2 separate regions of the Canis lupus genome follow, and region 1 is linked to region 2. A link is a contact called in public Hi-C data. All regions are on one chromosome and are shown on one strand. Each heading gives the region's core, a stretch centred on a gene start, on an enhancer-like site or on the middle of the called end of the contact. The rest is flanking DNA. Distances are from core to core; before and after follow the strand shown. Region 1 holds the start of BOD1 (biorientation of chromosomes in cell division protein 1). Region 2 holds the start of CPEB4 (cytoplasmic polyadenylation element-binding protein 4).

Evidence for each region. Hi-C and Micro-C count contacts between places; a contact is called where the count stands out from the background.
Region 1: a contact with region 2 is called in a Hi-C map of blood, with 2.5 times the contacts expected there. The contact joins the promoter of BOD1 here to the promoter of CPEB4 in region 2. A contact is called at or near these places in 2 of 9 Hi-C or Micro-C datasets (amygdala and blood).

What each region holds. Positions count from the first base shown.
Region 1 is chr4:39,773,614-39,776,812 of UU_Cfam_GSD_1.0, reverse strand. BOD1 (biorientation of chromosomes in cell division protein 1) reads right to left here and starts at 1,842. Exons shown (of 4, transcript XR_005358157.1): 1 at 1,472-1,842. It overlaps LOC102155584 (a long non-coding RNA gene), which reads left to right and starts at 1,978. Exons shown (of 3, transcript XR_005358158.1): 1 at 1,978-2,281; 2 at 3,077-3,199.
Region 2 is chr4:39,550,329-39,553,925 of UU_Cfam_GSD_1.0, reverse strand. It overlaps CPEB4 (cytoplasmic polyadenylation element-binding protein 4), which reads left to right and starts at 1,547. Exons shown (of 10, transcript XM_038534726.1): 1 at 1,547-3,597. The coding sequence starts at 2,997.

The DNA of each region.
Region 1 (3,199 bases), core at 593-3,092, 220 kb before region 2:
CTAAGCCTAAGAATATATATTTCTAACAAATTCTCAGGTGAGGTTGGTGTTGCTGATCCAAGAGTCACACTGAGACCATGGAGCTAAAGCAACAGTGTCTGAAAACACACTGTCTTCCAGAATTAAAACCACCCAGTAGCTAATGGAAGGAACATATAAGGTGTTATGTGGGGGGAGGCTCCAACTCTCCTTTCCCCAACAGCTTTACAATACTGATTTCCCTTTTTTAAAGATGTTATTTATCTATTCATGAGACACATACACAGAGAGGCAGAGACACAGGCAGAGGGAGAAGCAGGCTCCATGCAGGGAGCCCGACGTGGGACTTGATCCCAGGACCCCAGGATCAGGTCCTGAGCCAAAGGCTCAACCACTGAGCCACCCAGGCATCCCTGTTTCTTTTTAAAATAACATGCATACTACATGGATTTAGCTGCATAAAACTGAACATAAGAGATATGAGTGGAGAACTTGTGATGGGAAGTTAAGAATACCCAGAGTCCTGGGAATGGTGGAAGCTCAGTTGGTATGTATCTGAGACACCTCACATAAGGAAAATTAAGCATTAACCACTTCTAGCACCACTTACTGTTTATACTCTCAGGTCCACATGTCAGTTTTCTACCCTACAGTACAAGCTTTGAGGACAGGTAATGACTTACTTGTTCCTGTATCCACACAGCCCACATGCTATAGGCCAGTAAATGTCAATGACTAAATGGAGGACGTCTTTTCCTATCTTTGAGTTGTAATTTTAGGTTCACAATCCTCCTGTTAGACAGGCAGATTTTCTCAGAGAGGAAGAAATCACTTCCCTAGAGGAGTTAACGGCGCCTCCTACACCGACAAACCTAATCTTCTTAGAAAAGCTTCTGAAAAGGGAGAGAATGGAACATTCCAGCAACTACTGTTATGTCTGGTAACACGTGGCTTCATGGAATTCCCAGGGCTGTGGCAAGTAACATGAAATAGCATTTTACTAGGAGGCATTCGGATCTAAAATTGGCACCAAATCCCCTTTGAGCCACGGTGGAGTAAAAGGGTGTCGGTTCTGGAGTAAAAGGGTAATTAAGGGCGTACCTTAATTCGACTGGATACCCAAAGTGCAAATCACTAAGCTAGCGGGAAGAAGCAATAGCTAGCAGCTACCACAGGTGACGACGGCGCATTCACGCCTTCTCGCTTCCTTACTGGTCTTCTCCAACGTTCTTAACACACAGAGGTTTGTTACTGAGGGGCTCAAAGACGTCTCAGCTTGGGAAAGACAGGATGCAGGCTCTCCCCCCTACGTTCACACAACGACTGGACCGCCGCCCCGCTCGCAGTCATGGGGCTGGGAGCCCAACCACGTGTACACGACTCCGGAAGCTTTCTGCACTGCCTCAAGCGGTTTAAAGTATCTTTCGGTTTTCTCTCTGCTTTAGAAAAGCCAAGCTGCGACCCTGCCGTCCTCACGCCCGGCCCCGGCTACCTTGGTGTCCACGTCGGCCAGGCAGTCCCGGCGGAAGCTGTCAAACAGGCCCCTGCTCTTGAGCTGCTCCACGATGAGAGCGATGAGCTGCGGGTCGCCGGGAGGCAGCGAGGCCGGGTTGATGGGGCCGCCGCTCCCGCCGGCCCCCGCCGCGCCCGTCGCCGACCCCGCCGAGGCCTGGCCCGCTCCGCCGCCGCCCACCGAGCCGGGGCCCCCGCCGCCGCCGCCGTCCGCCATGGCTGCGCCCCGGGACCACAAAGGAGACCGAACACGGCTGCTCAGGGGCAGAGAGCCTGAGTCGTGTAGAGAGGGCAGAAGCGCCCAAGAAGGAGGCGGCGGGGGAGGTGGAGAAAGGGGAGGCGGAGGGGGGAGGGGAGAGCGGGGAGGGCAGGGAGGGGGCGGGGGCGGGGGGGGCGGCGGCGGCGGCGGCGGCGGCGGCAGGGGAAGCCGGCTCCGAGGCAACGGGGGTAGAGGTAGGAGCGGTAGCAACTGCCCGCTCCATCTCCGGCGCTCCGCGGATGACGTCACCGCTGGCCTTTGCATTGTGGGGCGGGAAGTTTTTGGCAGTCATCCTCGCCTTTCTTATAGGCAGAGGTCTGGCTCCTGGAAACTACAACCCCCAGGCTCCTGCTCGCTCGGCGCCAGTGTGCGGGACAGAACGCGAATTGGAGGCCCGGGCCCTCGTGATTGCCGCAACCTGCGCTTGGCGTTTCTCGCGCAGTCCCTGCCCCGCTGGTTTTAAACCAGCAGGTCCCACCCAACTGCCCAATGATAAGAATCATCTGTGGGACTCGTTAGCGGTATAAACAGGTTTGTTCGTGACATGTTCCGATTCAGTATTTTTCGGTCGGGCCCTAGGAATCTGTGCTTTTAACACGACCCCCAACGCCCTCCTGAGCAATAGGAGGAGCCCGGGCAATTTGGGCAACAGTAGACTAGTCAAATTTGTATTATGCCAAAAAGAGAAAGGTACTTTCTCTCCCTTCAGATTTTATTCTTTTTTTTTAAGATTTTATTTATTAATCATGAAAGACACACAGAGAGAGGCAGAGACACAGGCAAAGGGAGAAGCAGGCTCCATGCCGGGAGCCCGAGGAGGGACTCGATCCCGAGACCCTAGGATCACGCCCTGGGCCGGAGGCAGACGCTCAACCGCTGAGGCACCCAGGCGTCCCTCTCCCTTCATATTTTTTTAAAAAAAATTTTTTAAAGATTTATTCATGAGAGACACAGGCAGAGGAAGAAGCAGGCTCCATGCAGGGAGCCCGACGTGGGACTTAATCTGGGGTCTCCAGGATCACGCCCTGGGCAGACGGCGGCGCTAAACCGCTGCGCCACCCCGGGGTCCCCTCCCTTCAGGTTTTTATAGCAGTGCACACTTCTTTTAGGAAATTGGAAAATGACAACATTGTGACAAGAAGACAAAAGTTTCCGTGAATTCTTTTCCTGCGTGTGTGGGTTTCCTCCCAGATGATAGACACTGCCAATAATAGTGGTGATAATAATAAATTAATATCAAGTAAATGGGATATGTCAGGCACGATGCTAAACACTTTACACTTGGCAAGAAACTGAAAAGCAGGTAATGTCACTGCTGTTTTACAGATGCAGAAATGGAGACCATATATCGCCTGATCACATAGCTAGAGGCTGAAGAGGAGGCTTTGAACCCAGGTTTTCTGAATCCAAATTTTGCAGCGTTTAACCCAAGCTATGTTACTCCTGAGA
Region 2 (3,597 bases), core at 298-2,797:
ACAGGCAGAGGCAGAAGCAGGCTCCATGCAGGGAGCCCCATGCGGGGAGCCCCATGCGGGAGTCGATCCTGGGTCTCGATCCTGGGTCTCCAGGATCACGCCCTGGGCTGAAGGCGGCGCTAAACCGCTGAGCCACTGGGGCTGCCCTTCTCTTCATTTTTCATTTCTTGTTTCCTACTAAAGGAAAACGTTCACGTCTGTAGAGCATGTGCTGAGAGCAAGGCATTACCCTAGTCCCTGATGGAGGTCGTAAGTGGGAATGTGCAAAGGTGAGCAAGACGCCCACCGGCGCGGCTAAGGAAGACCTGCCCATCCAAGTTTGAGAGATGAGAACTCCAAACAGCAGAAGAAATGAAATAATTCGGACTTGGAAAAGCGACTGTCATTCAAGGTTAACTTCACCATCGTTGGTTGGTTCATTTTTTCCAGCAGCCATCCCGCAATGCCTCCTCCAGGTCCTCTCCTCAGTGAGCCCAGGGCGGAGCACAGGTCTGGCCGACAGAAGCAGCCATTACCACAGCGTGATGAACGAGCATGAGAGACAGACACAGGACTCAGGAGCCATGGATGCACTTGAGAGAGAGTGGGTAGCTTTCGAACGGATTCCTAAAACGAAACAAATGAAGAAAGGAAAGGGCATGTCAAAACGTTTGGAGCAGCTTAGCGTGGGGCATTTGTTCGGAGATGAGGCGTTGAAGATGCACTGGCCAGAGAGCGGAAAGGCCTTGATTAGCAGACTAGGGGGTTTGGCCTCGTCCACAGAAAGAGATCTGAACAGGTGAGGACCACGATGAGATTTTCGTGTTGGCAATGTCCCTCTGGTACAGCCCGTGCGGTGGACCAGAACAGGACGGGGAAGAGGGCTCCACCACGTACGCTTACGGCAGCTCTATCTTTGTGCTTGAGAGGCTGCACCAGGCGGGCAACCAAGCCAGGCTGGGGGGTGGGGGCGGGGGACTGGAAGGTGAAGGGAGAGTCCGCGCGGGGGATACAGCCAGCACAAGGACGTACGCAGTTCTAGGCACGGCACAGCGGCTGGGGAGACCCGCCTCCCCTTCCAGATCCCTCTGGGGCGGAGCTCGGGCCAAAGCACGTGACGCCTGGGGACCCACCTTTACTGTGGGCAGGCTTCCCGTTCATCCGTGGTTTCACCGGCCGCCACTTGGATCCCCAAGACTCTGACAGTTTTTCCCAGTGCTAGAGGGATCCCTTCTCTTCCGTGCATCCCTATCTGCAACTCCTGCAAAGCGTGGGGAACGGAGAGAAACTGCGAAGGAGTCCCTCTGCCCACACTAAAGATGGCCACCTGCCGCGCTCACTCTGGGTAGGGGAGCGGGTTCCAGGCACCAGGCCTCGCTGGGCGAGGCGCAGACGGAAGGGGCGTCTCTGGAGGTAAGTTTTCGACCTTCCTAGGAGGGAACCTGAGCCGGGGGCGTGGCCTAGTCTAAATCCTAACAGCTGATTGGTAGTTCGGCAGGTGGGCGGGGCGCCCTCGGTACCCTACCCCGCCCTCATCGAACCGGAAGTGTCTCTCGGTCTTTCCAGCTGGTTGTCATTTCACTCGGCTAGGTCCTGAGGAGAAGGACTCAGCCGCGGCTGCGGGACCCGGGCACCGGGAGGCGGTGGCGGCGGCGGCGGCGGCGGCGACAGCGGAGGAGGAAGAGGAGGAAGAAGGAGAGAAGAAGAGCCAGGCGGAGTCCGCAACGACAGCGGGGACTGCGGGACCAGGGTAAAGCGACGGCGGCGGCGGCGGCGGCGACGGCCCAGCAACCGTGAGGAGAAACAAAAGCCTTCTAAATTATAGATTTCTCTAAAATCCGGGGGAAAAAAGAGAGAGCACAAAGGGGGGAGGCCCTTCTCTTTTAGAATAACTACACTAGTGGGTTTTCCCTTTTTTTCCTCTTTTTTTCCCCCTGCGGAGAATCGAACTGAGAGAACTGAACAAACCGCCCCTGGGTCCCATGAGGGAAAAAAACCCCGGAGCCGCAGAGAGGGGAAGAGGCCGAAACCGCAGGACCTTCCAGGTCGCCCCGTTGGCCCCCGCACCCCCGGGCCGCCAGCTCGCCCTCGCCCTCGCCCTCGCCCTCGCCGAGTCTCGCTAATCCTTCCTGATCGCGATCTCCGCCCCCCCGCCCCCCCGCCAGAGGGAGAAACGGGTGTTTCCAGCACATTTCATGGGGGAGAGGAGGCCGGGGGGAGCCCAGGAACAGCGACCGCAGCAAGATCTGCACCCGAAGCCTCAGGAACAGCCCCAGAGGCCAAAACTGCACCCCGTGAAAGAGCAGAAACAGGACCAGGAACAGCAGAAACCTCCCTGCAATCATCTTTCCATTAGTCAATGCTGATTTCCTCTCCCGCAACCAGGAATTCACCTCCCACCCCAGATAACCTAATATAATCTATATATATAAATATATAATATATAATGTTCTTAAATTATTCCTGATTTTTTTTTTAACCAAGCTGCCAAGAAAAGAACGTATTCTCCTCTTAGCCCTATTCTAATTTTTATGTGAGTGAATCTAAACTGCTGAGGAAGACCATATGTGATTGTTAAATTATATATATATATATATATATATTTTTACTCCGCGCAATGCTTATTCTTCTACATCCATAGATGCTTGAGAAGCTGTGTTTTTGTCATTCATGTACATTTTCCTTTGGAAAAAGAAAGCGCCTATTTTACTAACCAAAGACTTGATTTTTACCCTCTTCGTTTTTATTCCCTCCTAGAAATAAGCCCAGTTGGATTCATGTCAATGTTTTAAGAGTTTTTTGTTTGTTTGTTTGTTTGTTTGTTTTTTTAGTTTTTATTTTCTTTCAGAGACCAGAATTCCAAATCAGAACTATTTCAAGTGATAAGCTGCGATCTTTGAGCTAGCTATAAATAAGACATTTCAAACAAACGACTTAAATTTTGGGTAGAGGATACAAAGACGTGAGACATCAGGTTGTCATTTTTTATTGTAAGAATCTGATCCTAAAAATAATAAATGGGGGATTACGGGTTTGGAGTGCTAGTGCAAAGCAATACTGGGAATAAATCTGCTTTTCCAGTCAGATTCCATCCACATCTGCAGCCTCCACACCATCACCAAAATGCCACCCCCAGCCCTGCTGCTTTTATAAATAATAACACAGCTGCCAATGGCAGCAGTGCCGGGTCAGCTTGGCTCTTTCCTGCTCCAGCTACCCATAACATTCAGGATGAGATCTTGGGGTCGGAAAAAGCAAAAAGTCAGCAACAGGAACAGCAAGACCCTTTAGAAAAGCAGCAGCTCTCCCCCAGTCCAGGTCAGGAAGCTGGAATACTGCCTGAATCCGAGAAGGCAAAATCAGAAGAAAATCAAGGGGACAATTCTTCAGAAAATGGCAATGGGAAGGAGAAAATAAGAATTGAGTCACCAGTGTTGACAGGGTTTGATTATCAAGAAGCCACGGGGCTAGGTACTTCAACCCAACCCTTGACGTCTAGTGCATCGTCTCTTACTGGTTTCAGTAACTGGTCAGCAGCGATAGCACCTTCTTCCTCTACAATCATCAATGAAGATGCAAGTTTCTTTCACCAGGGAGGGGTCCCGGCTGCTTCAGCTA